2 separate regions of the Bombyx mori genome follow, and region 1 is linked to region 2. The links are chromatin contacts, called in public Hi-C maps. All regions are on one chromosome and are shown on one strand. The core of a region is the stretch at or near the end of the contact, and the rest is flanking DNA. Distances in the headings are between cores, read along the strand shown.

What was found. A called contact is a pair of places that touch in the nucleus more often than the background predicts.
Region 1: a Hi-C map of midgut shows a contact between it and region 2, with 1.8 times the contacts expected there. The contact joins two enhancer-like sites. A contact is called at or near these places in 3 of 7 Hi-C or Micro-C datasets (midgut and whole pupa).

Annotation. Positions count from the first base shown.
Region 1 is chr11:1,763,531-1,771,176 of ASM3026992v2, reverse strand. All of the region lies in intron 7 of LOC101735722 (segmentation protein cap'n'collar), which reads right to left. Among protein-coding and RNA genes, the nearest start is that of Mir3356, 38 kb to the right of the region's middle. Within about 2 kb of position 5,661, at least 2 of the 8 cell types and tissues checked have open chromatin away from gene starts, as enhancers often do.
Region 2 is chr11:1,722,286-1,729,179 of ASM3026992v2, reverse strand. The region is part of intron 5 of LOC101735722 (segmentation protein cap'n'collar); the gene reads right to left. Among protein-coding and RNA genes, the nearest start is that of Mir3356, 3.8 kb to the left of the region's middle. Within about 2 kb of position 2,574, at least 2 of the 8 cell types and tissues checked have open chromatin away from gene starts, as enhancers often do.

The DNA of each region.
Region 1 (7,646 bases), core at 4,412-6,911, 39 kb before region 2:
TCTGCCCATCTCTCTCTCGCGCGGTCTAGTTTATGAGTGTGAAGGGGACAGTTAATGTTTTGCTTTTATTAATGTTTAATATAGCGTGGTCTTGTTTTATTATTGTTTTAATATTAAATTATCATTGTCTAATTATAATTGCATAAGTTGATAAAAAATGCTATGCAATAGCTTTACCGCGGCAGTTCCCGAGTGCCACACGTTTGTTTGTTTTTCTATAAAAATATATATCGAGGGATGAAAGGCTATTTGGTTTAAGCGACATTTCGCTTAACAAGCGACATTTATCTTTGCAATTAAAGATTCGTTTTATTCGGTATCAGCATCAACGGTTCGATGTTTTTAATTGAACTTCAATTGTTTTTACCGCATTCCTCAATAGTTGAATAATTATTTTTTTTGATACCTATTTGATATTTTTTCCAAATTTTAAACTCTTCAATGGCTCTCCTGTTGAGTTGCAAAAATTTCGCTTAAGCCAAATAGCCCCTCAATATATTTATGTTAATAACTCGGAAGTTTGGGCAGTTGGTTTAAGCTTAGCTAGGACTTTATGGCGGGCATCCGGATAGACGTAAATGCCGCCACCCACCTTGAGTTATGAGTTCTAAGATCTCAGTATGGTTACAACGGCTGCCCCGCCCTTCAAACCGAAACGCATTACTGCTTCACGGCAGAAATAGGCGGGGCGGTGGTACCTACCCGCGCGGACTCACAAGACTTCCTACCACCAGTAAGCTGTAACGTGGGCGTGCTCATTCAAAGCTCCTACACTATATTCCACTCTAGTTAAAGAATCGCGCTTAAATTATAATTAGTTCTAAAGGTATCCTGAGTGAATATAGGAGCGAACGAGCTCACAGCCCGCCCGATGTTAAGTGAAGCTTGTAGATATCACGCGAATGCCTCGTAAGCTACAGCATTAAAGGTTGAATCTCCATTAATAAGGCATAATTGCAAACGACTTTTCCCGTTAGCTTTGCGCAGAGCATCCGAGAGCTTTCACTATCGCGTGTAAAGCACAACACAAAGCAGCTTTCGTACACCGTTACAGACGATGACCGAATGCGTGGAGTATGTTGTCCGTGGACAACAGCAGTCCAGGTACATGGAATTTTATTGCTTAGATGGGTGGACGAGCTCACAGCCCGCCTGGTGTTAAGTGGTTACTGGAGCCCATAGACACCTACAACGTACATGCGTCACCCACCTTGAGATATAAGTTCTAAGATCTCAGTATAGTTACAACGGCTGCCCTACCCTTCAAACCGAAACGCATTACTGCTTCACGGCAGACATAGGCGGAGTGGTGCTACCTACCCGCGCGGACTCACAAGACGTCCTACCACCAGTAAAAGTCGCCGGGTGATGGTACAATAATGATTCGCTCTTTCCATCTTGCCTTGGCACGAGTCGGAGCTGCGAACTATAGGTCAATCACGTTCTATTCAACTGCGAACCGAAGTCATCGTGTCGCGGACCAGATTAAACATCGGACATTTACAGAAATGACTAAGCTTCAATAACCACGTCGACCGACCATCTTGAGACACGAGTTCTAAGATCTCAGTATAGTTACAACGTCTGCCCCGCCCTTCAAACCGAAACGCGTTACTGCCTCACAACAGAAATAGGCAGGGCGGTGGTACCTACTCGCGTGGACCCGCGCTCCGCTTCGGAAACATTAAATTTTATTATTGAATAGTTGAGTCCCGCGATGTTACCCGCGGTTATTGTTGCATCGCGGGTGACGCTGCGGGGCGAAGCTAGTCTAAAAAAGCCTAGCCTAAGTTACTCTTTATATCATCACCTACCTGTCAGTGAAATTCCCGTCTAAATCGGTCCAGCCGTTCCAGAGATTAGCCGGAACAAACAGACAGACAAACAAAAATTGTAAAAAATGTTATTTTTGTGTATGTACCGTATAAGTAAGTATATATTCATATGCATGTAGTAAAAAGCGGTTATTTCAATATGACAAACAGACACTCCAACTTTATTTATATGTATAGATATATACATACATATCTGTGCGTACTGCGTACCCGCAAATAAGTCTACAGTTATTTCAATAAAATCCAAAAGTCGACCTGATCAGCGACATGGGTTACCTACCGCGTTATTTTTTTTCATCTAACTTTCTTCTCGATATCTAAATACATTCCTATTGTGTGTTAGACGGGTATTGTCGCGAACTATGTATACATATATAGATATATACAATTAAATTATTAGTAAATAATTTTAGTTGAATAGATTTCACCTGTGTACTGGTTTTTTTTTTCATACCTAAGCTGATGGTCTTGACAGACCTCATCAGCGTCACCGGGCGAGTATGTGAGCTCACGGGGCTCAAACCTGACGTTTTTGCTAACACGAACCCTAGCAAGAGCAGCGCTTCGCAGAATCTACCACCGAATCGGAAACGCGACCCGCTGAGAAGATCCGGCGAGAAAAAATAAATGGGCTGTGTCTGTGGTTTGAATTTAATCAATCCCTTTATATCCTACGACGATATCACTCGTAATATTTGCCGTGGTCATAGACATGTCTTTTCGGATCCTCCCGATCCTTTCTCGGTGATTCCGAAGTATTCCAAGCACTGATCATGTGGAATACGATTTATATTTCGACGGGCAACTTAACCCATAGACACAGCCCACTGAGTTTCTCGTTGATCATCTCATTGAGTCGCAATTCCGATCCGGTGGTAGATTCAGCGAAGCACTGCTCTTGTTAGGGCTAGTGTTAGCAAATTCTCTCAGGTCGAGCCCGTGAGCTCACTTACCCGTCCACGCATAGCTAGAATAGTCCCTTAGACTACCAGCAAATAGGCAGAGAAAAGACGAAGAAATAACCCTATCCCGCACTCAACATATGAATATTAATCATGATTTAAAAACCGAATCACCCAGCAGAGTTCATGCAGAAAAGAACAATGAAATAGTAATTAGTTTAATAGTAATTATTAACATAATCGTTGTACGGTCTGACGAACATTATTCGATTCAATTCCAATGAATAGCTTTCGGTGAAATAATTTCTTTTTCTATTAATTTTTCCCGAAATTTCGGCAGTTTTTTTTTATTCGTTGTCATGGCAACGCCTTGTCAGTTGAACGAGTAATGCAAATATCGGCCTAAAGGATAAGACGGCCGGTGCGTTCGTATCGATCGACGCGACTTTGCCAAGGTTCGAATCCCGCAGGCGGATACAAATTTTTCCACAAAGTAGGTAACGCCATCCCGCCCATTTTTTCCGAAAAACAGTTTATAAGTTACGAAATTTAAATGAGATGAGAATTTAAACAAAAAAATTTGCATTCTGCACGCCTTTTTTTTTTTTTTTTTTTTTTTTTATGATTGAAGAATTACTGGTGGCCCGGAGGCCTTTCCAGTTTCACCAGGACAGGTGGGCGAGCAAAGGCTCAGCCAGGAGGGGTGGGATTTGCTAACAGCTGCCCGAGCGCCTCCGAAGGAGACCTAACAACTCAAGAGTAGCTGCTTCGCGAATGAATCTACTACCGGATCGGAATCGCGACCCGCTGAGAAGATCCGGCGAGAAACTCAGCGAGCTGATTCATGGGTTAGGTTGCACGGCGAACTCTTTGTCGAGTTCGACGAGTACGGTTACCGAGGTCCCTAAGCCTGCTCCTAGTGTTAGAGCTGAAGGCGTCTAATGCAAAGGTTATTGGATCTGATGGATCCGTAAGAACGTGTCTAGGGCGTCGACGGTGACTGGCTCCTGCGTGATCAGGATTCGGGGAGTAGTCAGCGGCGGCAACGATAAGGCGATTATCATGACGCATAGCCTTATCGAAGTACCGTTCCGACGCTGACTTCATGTATTTCTGAATAGATTCGAGGCCCAGGTCGTCGTGTAGGTCAACGTTCCTCACGAACCACGGAGCTCCGACGGCTAACCTGCAAAAGCGGGATTGTAGAGATTGAAGGGTGTCTATGTTTGTGCGGGCCGCGTGAGCGAACACCACACTCGCGTAAGTCATGACGGGGCACTCCTTCTCTATATTCTATATAAGTGTGGGAAAATTCGTACTCCTCCGTCCGCGCGATTTTCGTAAAAAGGGAGTACAAAGGTTCTGCTTCACGTATTAATATATAAGATATAGATTAGTTTTCGAAAGATTCAGCATTTAACACAAGTTTGGCTGTGGGTCTGCTGCTGGCTTAGTTTAAGACGTAAAAATTGGATCAGAGCTGTAATACCGAAGGATAAAAGGGTATTTAGTATAAGCGACATTTCGCCCAACACGCGAAATTTATCTTTGTAATTAAAGGTCCGTTTTATTTAGTATCAGCATCAACAGTTCGATGTTTTTGATTGACTTCAATTAAGTTTACCCCATTCAAATAGCTGAAGAAGTGTTTTTTTTATGATATTTTTTAATAAATTCGTCATTCTCCTGCCCTTCTCCCAATCAGCACTCCTCTATCATATACCATTTCTTCGCTCACTCCCCTCATACACATATTATTATCGTCTTTCACGCAATCCACCCATTTCTTCTTAGGTCTACCTCTTCCTCTATATCCTTCCACATTCATAGTTAACACTCTCTTACCTCAACCTCATTTTCATTTCGTCTCATCACATATCCATACCATCACATTTTTTACCAAATTATAAACATTAAATGGTTCTCCTGTAAAGTAACAAAAATGTCGGTAAAACAAAATAGCCTTACACTCCCATGATAATATAGTCTTTGATCTTCGCAAGTAGTAATAAAAATTGAGATTACTACGTTCTCCACCAGGACAACCTTAGCTTTTCAACTTTACATTATCTATTGCTAAGATGTACGGACTGGTTCACGATCCGCCTAGTGTGAAGTGGTCACCGGAGCCCATAGACATCTACAACGTTAATGCCGTCGCCTACCTTGAAATAATAGTTCTAAGGTCTCAATTTTTACAGTACAAAGGCCTCCCCATCAAACCGAAACGCATTACTGCTTCGCGGCAGAAATAGCTAAAACAGTGTTACCTACCCTCGCGGACTCACAATACCACAAGTAGAACTGTAAAGGATTCGCAACGAGACATCAAACCGTATGTTTAGTTTCTGGTCTCCCTCTCTCACTCTCTCTCTCTCTCTCTCTCTGTCTGCCTTAAATCGAGACAGCCGCCGTGATCCTCGAGCACTTGACAAATGGTCCGTTGACAGTAGCTTGACAGGTACGTAGGTAACATTTTTTTTTCACTCGCCCGCCGAGCAAAGGGCCGTGTTTATATTGTCCCTCTAATTCTCTTGTAGACACTTTGGGTTAACCGCTAATGCGAGTTTTAGTGGATCTCGTCAGTCTTTCGAAAAAAAAAAAAAAAAAAGCGTATACAGTTTTTCGTCCCAATTAATCCGCTGCTCAACTGCTGTAGATAAGTATGTTATTGCGTTTTAAAGGCAAACATCCGCTTAAATACACGACCTAGTATTTTGAGGTCCATGGGCACTGGTAGGCGATTACCAATAAACGACCCGAAATCTCGTCGAGCCTTCGCGATTACTAAATATTTCAATTGGTTTAGCGTAAATTTACAAAAAAATAAATTATGTCACTTCTAAAAACCAGCAACACTGTGGCATCGTTTCGACGTGTCTTTGACAAATGACTTGTAAACAGGTGGGGACCACCTGCGTGACGTACGGACTGACAAATCGTTTTATTAGTGGATAGACGAAAAAAAAATTTTGAGGTTTGAGGCTAAACTGTTGCGACAGCTGCACAGAACACGAGGGCCTTACAGCATTATCTTCGGTAATGGCGTCATTTCAGATCCTCCCGATCCACTAACACCGGTCATCGTTCTCGTCGTACCCTCCGACACAACCCGCTGAGTTTCTCGCCGGATCTTCTCAGTGGGTCGCGATTGCGCTCCGGTGTTAGATTCAGCGAAGCACTGGTCTTGCTAGGACCAGCATTAGAGCAGCATACCTCAGGCTGAGCCGCGTGAGCTCTCCTACTTGTCAGGTGACAGGTTGACCAGTCTTTTGTTGCTTAGGTTTGTGGACGATCTCAGCCCACCTGGTGTAAAGTGGTTACTGGAGCCCATAGACATCTACAACGTAAATACCGCCACCCACCTTGAGAAATGAGGTCTAAGGCCTCAGTATAGTTAGTTCCGATTCTCGTTCTCGGCTTAGAACATTTAGAAGTTCCGTAATTAGAGTAATTTGTGCTTATTATCTGGGTCGCATACTTCAAAATCTTCGCCACGTTGCTCTGCTATTTCAACGAGAACCATGACCGGTGCTTGGAGACCCTAAAAGCACCGAAAGTGGATCGAATAGATCCGATACGACATATTTTTTGGGACTTGGGTTACCCCCTCTATATTTCAACCCAGGTCCTCCCAATGCTAAGTGTAGATAGCTTCAGATCCCATTCGTCTTATCCCCTCGCCTGGTTCCAATATATCGAGTGGTCAAAGGCTAAGCGACATTTTTGCAACTTTACAGGAGAGCAAAGTTTAAAATTTGGAAAAATATCATTAAAAAAAGAAAACTTCTTCAGCTATTCGAATGAGGTAAACTTAATTGAAGTTCAATTAGAAACAACGAACCGTTGATGCTGATACCGAATAAAACGGATCTTTAATTGCAAAGATAAATGTCGCGTGATTCTTGTCCACCTAATGGTTGTCTGGAAGAGATCGCTCTTAACGATAAGACCGCCAATTGTACTTTTTTGTGTTTAATGTATCGCACTGTTTATTTGTTTTTTGGTGTACAATAAAGAATACTCTCTCTCTCTCTCGCGTGTTAAGCGAAATTTCGCTTATACTAAATAGCTTTTCACTCTACGATATAGCCAGACACAGCTTTGTTATAAACATACGTACTAAACGAATGAATTCTTATTAAAAATACTCCAATCGTTACGATTTAATGACCATAATTACCATATTATTCTTTAGGTAAATGCGTTCTTGTGACGCGAAAATGGTAGGTACACTAAGGTAATTATTATAATTGTAGACGACACTTAAGTCAAAGCATATGGAAAAATACGTTAAGATTCGAAAAATTACACGTCCGTGTGTTTTTTTATTAATTTACTACTAGCTTTTGCCCGCGACTTCATCCGTGTGGAAGTTAGTTTGGGATAAAGCTAAGTTTTACCCGCAACTTCATTTACATAGAAGGAACTAAATAATTTTAATGAATAACGTGTTTATTTGGACAGATTAATATAATTGGATGGATTAATATCCTCTTTATAAAAACAGCTTCACAAATAAGCTTTATTTAGAAAAAAATTGGTTAGCATAAAAAAGATTAATAGTGAGCCAACCTTAAAATATCAAAATTTGCTGTCGTGGACTTTTTTTAGAACTTTTAAAGGGGAACAATTCCGTCATACATTATTTTAGCGAAACTTTAAGCATTTCCACAGCGCACGCAGCGGAAGCTCTCAAAAGGAAAAAAACTCCGATTTTGAAACAATTTTTATTGGTGCTCCGCTTGTATTGGTCTTGCCGTGATCTTATATAGCCTATAGATTTCCTCGGTAAATGCGCTATCTAACACTGAAAGAATTTTTCGGATCAATCAGACCAGTAGTTCCTGTGATTAGCGCGTTCAACCAAACAAACAAACAAACTCTTTAGCTTTATAATATGAATATA
Region 2 (6,894 bases), core at 1,325-3,824:
GCAGAAATAGGCGGAAATAATAAATAGATATAGGAATTGTAATTCTAATTTTAGAAAGAAAAAAACATACATTTTGTATTTCTGTATTTTTTTTAATTGACAACACCAAATTTTCAACATTAGTCACTAAGCAAAACAATAGAGCTTTGTAGATAGTTTAAAAATGAAACAATTATCGCTAATACAGCAAAATTTCATTTTTTGTTTTCTTTATCATGTCGATACCGGTCAGGATATTAAAGCGTCTAGATAATGTTTATGGGTTCAGTAATCTATCAGTAACCACTTAACACCAGGCGAACTGTGAGCTCATCCACCCATCTAACCAATAAAAAAAATATTCGAGAAAACGTAATGAATAAAATGTATACAAAATTTTGGAGCTATGGTAACACCTACCATGGTCATAAAATATTTTTAAAATCGTGCCTATCTCTACCTTTTGTTGCTTCTAGATTCCCTGACCGCTTCGACCTTCAAGCAGACTTATGGGTTCCTAGCGATTCTAACGTCGAACCCTGAACGCTATATACGAGTCGAAACTTAGAACCAGTTCCCATTAATTTCCATCGGCCTTCTCAAAGTCGAAAACGGCTCGAAAGCTAAACGCGACACTTACGACCTTACGCAACCGAAGCGTCGTCTATCGATTCGAAAGGGAGCCGACCAATCGCGTGTCGAGTTAGCACAAGATGGCCGCCAGGGGTAGGTCACCCCGGTCGAAAGAAACCAATTTATTACCGGGCCCGGTACCGTCAGACATTAATCTTTTTCTGGGTAGGCTTTTATTAATGGTCTCATTGTTCATCGATGTTTTATTTTAATGAAATTCTTTGCTTCGGCGGTTTTTATTTCGCGCGCGTTTTCCCTTCACCCGTACCTACCTAGGCGCCATCTTGATTATTGCAATCAAAAAGTTTCTAGACGATTTTGAAATTGGAATTTTCTGACGGGTCCAATTCGGGTTTTTTTTCTTTTTCTTTTCTCAACGGAATTATGTGTCGGCTCGTCTGAAGTAATTATGGATTCGGTTTTTTTTTTTAAAGCGCCCCTATTAGCTGTCCCTATATCTATTTATATATAGCAGTGGTCCCTCAGCAGTCCAAATTCGACTATAATTAATTGAAATTATAAGTTTGAACATTAATATGATTCTATTGTCGAAGACTATACTTCTATAATCACAGATTGCGCCAAAACTACACTATAGACAAATAATATTAGAGACAAACAATATTAATTTATTCTCAATTCGACCACAGACTTTTACAAAAAACAACAGAGTATATTTGCGTGTTTGTGTTAAATACATGGTAGTGTGTGTAATGTTTTATTTATTGATTTATTGTATTTTTGATGCATAATTAAAAAAAAAATCACTCTCCACTCCTTCTCTATATTCTCTATAAGTGTGGGAAATTCCATACCTACTCCTCCGTCTGCTCGATTTCGTAAAAAGGGGTACAAAGTTTTTGCTTCACGTATTTAATATATAGATAATGGAACCTTTCAAAGTAATCTTCAGTGACTTGGAGACATCGTTTTAACTTGAGAATTCACAGGCGCATAAAGCACTGATGACGTCACAATAAGCTTATTGCTTTGCTCTGATTATCACGGTCTATTTAAAAGAACCTGAATCAAAAGCGGTCTTAAGTTCGACTTGATATTGTAGCGTGAGCATTTGTTAGCGAACGAGATCACTTTGCGTGTACCTAAGAACGACCCACTGAGTTTCGCGCCGGATCTTCTCAGCGGGTCGCGATTCCGATCCGGGGGTAGATTCTGCGAAGCACTGCTCTTGCTAGGGCCAGTGTTAGCAACTCCCGCCTTGAACCCCGTGAGCTCACCTACTAGCTCACCGAATCTAGATAGCCCCTCGAGGTTACTAGAATAGGCACGAAAGAAAAAACGGGTAGGTACCACCACCCTGCCCATTTCTGCCGTGAGGCAGTAATGCGTTTCGGTTTGAAGGGTGGGGCAGGCGTTGTAGCTATACTGAGACCTTAGAACTCATGTCTCGAAGTACGTAGCGGCATTTATGTTGTAGATGTCTATGTGACCAACTAACATCAGGTAGGCCGTGAATTCGTCCACTCAGCTAAACAATAAAAAAACCATATATGACGTCATATGTGGCCAATCGTTGCGTATTAGCGTGTGACCTTAGTTTACCTCGTAGCCTCAAATGACGTCACACGCGATGCCTACGTACACCCGTGTTTCGTAGTCAGCGCGACAATTCTACCGAGACCCGCACCGTTGGCTGTTTCTTTTAAAATTTTCATTACAACGTCCCATCGATACCAGGTCCACACGCTGGTTACTGTTCTCCGGCATTCCGATTCCGTCAAGTCACGATATCGGCTTCCTTTGATTCTGTTGCGTTTTAATGATCCCTAAATTCGAAGGATGGGCCGACTGTCACAGAGAAACAGACCTCACTTCGCAGCGATAAGACTGATAATTGAAGATCAACCGAAATAGTTCGATTAATGGAATATGTAGTGCAGTTCTGTGAGGGTCACAATGCGTTGCCAAGGCACATTCCACGTGCCCCAACCGGTGCTCGAGTTAGGTCCGCTTCTTCCGTGAGTCCTTGACTTAGCCCGTGCCCCTCTGCTGCTGACCACTCACGGCCATGCATTTATCACGCGGACGCGGACCTACCCGCTGGTCAGATTTATTTATTTACTAGCGACCCGCCCTCGCTTCGCTTCGGAAATATTAAATTTTATTATTGATAGTTGAGTCCCGCGATGTTACCCGCGGTTTTTGTCGAACCGCGGCTGACGCCGCGGGGCGAAGCTACTCTAAAAAAAGTAGCCTTAGTTACTCCTTATATCATCAGCTACCTGATGAAAGTCCCGTCAAAATCGGTCTAGCCGTTCCAGAGATTAGCCGGAACAAACAGACAGACAGACAAAAATTGTAAAAAATGTTTGGTATATGTACCGTATATATATTCATATGCATGTAGTAAAAAGCGGTTATTTCAATATTACAAACAGACACTCCAATTTTATTTATATGTATAGATTTATTTATTTGGGAAACAAACAGTACAGTACAAACATATAATATTTAAAAAAAATAGCTAAACCAATAACCGAATTGGATGCTAACATAGTAAATTAGCGATCCTGTCCTGTTTACCGCCAATATTTTAGAAAGGAGAAGGTGGATTGATGTACCAGCCTGGAGGGGTCATTCAGGCTTGACCAGTAGGTGAGCTCCCGGGGCCCAGTCAGATCTGATAAAGATGCTGATCCGCCTGCCTATAGAGACCGCCGAGGACAGGAAGAAGTGGAGGAGCACAGTGCGTAGTGCAACACTTCAAGTTAGACACGACCTTCAAAAATGAAGGGATCCACTAAGATGTTTCGTAAGGACTTATTTTTAATTGTCCTTTATGACGACGCTTGCAGCTGAAAGTAAGTATTGTACTTTTTGACGAAGCATGTTGCTGATAGCTCTATTTCTGTAATCTGACGAAGCGTGTTGCGGATAATAACATGTACTGTTAGGTTAGGAATATTATGTTCTTTTTTTTATAATAAATTTAATAGAAACTAAATAAAACATTTACGAGGTACTGTTGAATGATGACGTTACTGTACAAATACACTCTAGTGCAGCAAAAGAATTTGATTTTACTTTCGTTAACTTAAACAGCCAGAGATTGGATAGTGGAAGATGTATATTAAGGTAGTAATGGTTTAAAGATTGATTAATAAAAAATTGTGCATTGTCCTTATAGACAGACTTTTTTCCTGTATCTGTATTTGCTAGTAGCCTAAGAGGTTATTCCAGCTACGTGCCGGTAGGTGAGCTCACGGGCTCAACCTGAGGGAATTTGTTAACACTAGCCCTAGCTAGGGCAGTGCAGAATCTACCACAGGCTCGCAATCGCGACCCATTGAGAAGATCCGGCGAGAAACTCAGTGGGCAGTGTCTGAGGGTTAATTTACTCGTCGAGCCCTTCGTCGCAAGCGACGGGTTCGACGGGAACGATGACCGCTGCTTGTGGTACCTAAAAGCACCGTTAATGGATCGGGAGGATCCGTGATGACGTGAAATCGTGATATTTGTCGTCTTCCGGTCCTGATGAAGAATAGCATATGCAACTCAGAGTAAGACGTCGTCTCAAACCCAAACTCAAACAGCCCAAAGAAAAATCATCAAATTGTCAAGAAGAAACAAAAAATATACATTTTTTTTTCTTTTATTCTGTTTAATTCGTTCGCATTATCCTTTCCACGAACGAAAAAGGAAGAAAGCAGCAATACAAATACACGATTTATGAATAATAAACTAAAAATGCAGCCGGATGACTCTTTGATAGGTAGGACAGCGGCTCTCAAACTTTTTTATAATAACATAACAAAAAAATGTTAAGCATATTTACGTCGAAAATATGAGAACAAACGTGCGTTTGTTTACTTTTTTTATTGGTGTTGAATTGGCATGCGGCACAGCGACGGCGAGTCGCGGTATAAAATAGCCCCCACCTCCCTCTCTTTCCGTTCCCCTCGTGAAAAGCGACTTAGCTCACAAGGCTAGTCTCACATAACACGATTTGGCACAACCTGCGACTTTGTAAGTGTAGGTTGGTTACTGGTGGTAGGACCTCTTGTGAGTCCGCGCGGGTAGGTACCACCGCCCTGCCTATTTCTCCCGTGAAGCAGTAATGCGTTTCGGTTTGAAGGGTGGGGCAGCTGTTGTAAATATACCGAGACCTTAGAACTTATATCTCAAGGTGGGTGACGGCATTTACGTTGTTGATGTCTATGGGCTCCGGCGGGCCGTGAGCAGGTCCACCCACCAATAAGAAGAAGAAAAAAGAACGTATCTACCGTGTTTATAGGAGGGCTACCTATGCACCAGTCGTCTCAGACCACTATTCCATATTATGCGTAAGTATTTTTAAAATTTGAGAACCACTGACCTCTCCTGCTACAATATCGAGAGCGTTAGCTGCCCATGAAAAGATTTTAATACAACAATAAGAGTTATTAATGATCATATTTCCCCAACGGAATTGAGACGTTCAGTGGAATGCATTAATCATAAATTTTGTGACAATGTACCTATCCGAAATGTACAATGCACTATATATATGTATATATATATATATATATATATAACGTATGGACCATTTGTCTGTGTCTAACAATGATGTTATGTAAAACTTAGGTTTATATCAACGGAGATATAATGGTTCCGAATCAGACAGCTGTCACCATCTCGACGGTAAGCCGTCCTTTCTTTCTACAAAACGGAACCCACCGGTGAAGGCTTAAACATTAAAATTTTGCGGGTTTGATTTTACGCTAATTACAATTTTGCGGGTTCGATTTTAGAAGAAAAAAAAACAATATTTTTTTCGAATTAAAATTATGTTATGTAGAACTTAGGTTTGTATCAGTGGAGATGTAATGGTTCCGTATCAGACAGATGTCACCGTCACGACGGTAAGCCGTCCATTCTTTCTTCAAAACGGAACCCACCGCTGAAAGCTTAAAACATTAAAATCCCTAACATGAGTGATCACGTAAATTACAATATTTGCGGGTTTGTTTTTACGTTAATTACAATTTTTGTGGGTTCGATTATAGAAGTAAAAAAAACAATAATTTTTATATTTCGAATTAATTTTTTTGTACTTACATATCGAGGGGTGAAATTTTGGTTTAACGACATTTATCGTTGTACTTGTGTATTTAAAGGGTTATTTTATTTGGCATCAGCATCAACAGTTCGATGTTTTTAATTGATCTTCAATTAAGTTTAATCCATTCGTATAGTTGAAGAAATGTATTTTGTTACGATATTTTTTTCAAATTTTTCAAACTAGCTGTCCTGTAAAGTGGCAAAAATGTCGCTTAAACCAAATAGCTTTTCACCCCTCGATATAACAAATGTGAAAATGTGATTTTGTGTGTTTGTTTGTGTGTTTGCTTGAACTTCTACGGCGTCGCAACGGCTCGGCATGATTTATTTTAAAACTGATATAGAATTAGGTCAGTAGAGTGATATTGGCTAACTTTTATCCCGAAAAAAAAAAACTTCTCTTTCTCACAGCAAACTACACTGACATTTTATTTGATAACGTGGGCGAAGCCGAGTGTCACAGCTAGTAATTCATGGTTTAAGTTTTAATTAAAACTATATAAATTACATTAGTATGTAAGTATATTGGTATATAAACCAAACTATAGTGATTTCATGTTACATATAAACGGCATAAATCTATTTATTGTATTTATGTATTTTCTATAATAATGTATTATTAATAGTACACGGCAAAATACCGTTTTTTTTATTTTTTATTGCCGTATAGGCAGACGAGCATACGGCCCACCTGATGGTGAGTGGTTACCGTCGCTCATGGACGTCAGCAATGCCAGGGGCAGAGCCAAGCCGCTGCCTAGAATATATATAATACCTGCTGTATCATTATATTTTCTAGAATTTCTGTAAATCAAACGGTTGTCTGGAAGCACGGAATAGATAAATAAGGTTAAATAACCTTATTTATCTATTCCGTGTCTGGAAGAGATCGCTTTTACCGATAATACCGCCTATTGTACAAATGTATTTTTTTTAATTTTTTTTATTGCTTATATGGGTGGACGAGCTCACAGCCCACCTGGTGTTAAGTGGTTACTGGAGCCCATAGATATCCACAACGTAAATGCGCCACCCACCTTGAGATATAAGTTCTAAGGTCTCAAGTATAGTTACAACGGCTGCCCCACCCTTCAAACCGAAACGCATTACTGCTTCACGGCAGAAATAGGCAGGGTGGTGGCACCCAACCGCGCGGACTCACAAGAGGTCCCACCACCATTAAGTATTTGCTTGTTGACTGTTTTCTAATGTTAATTGTGT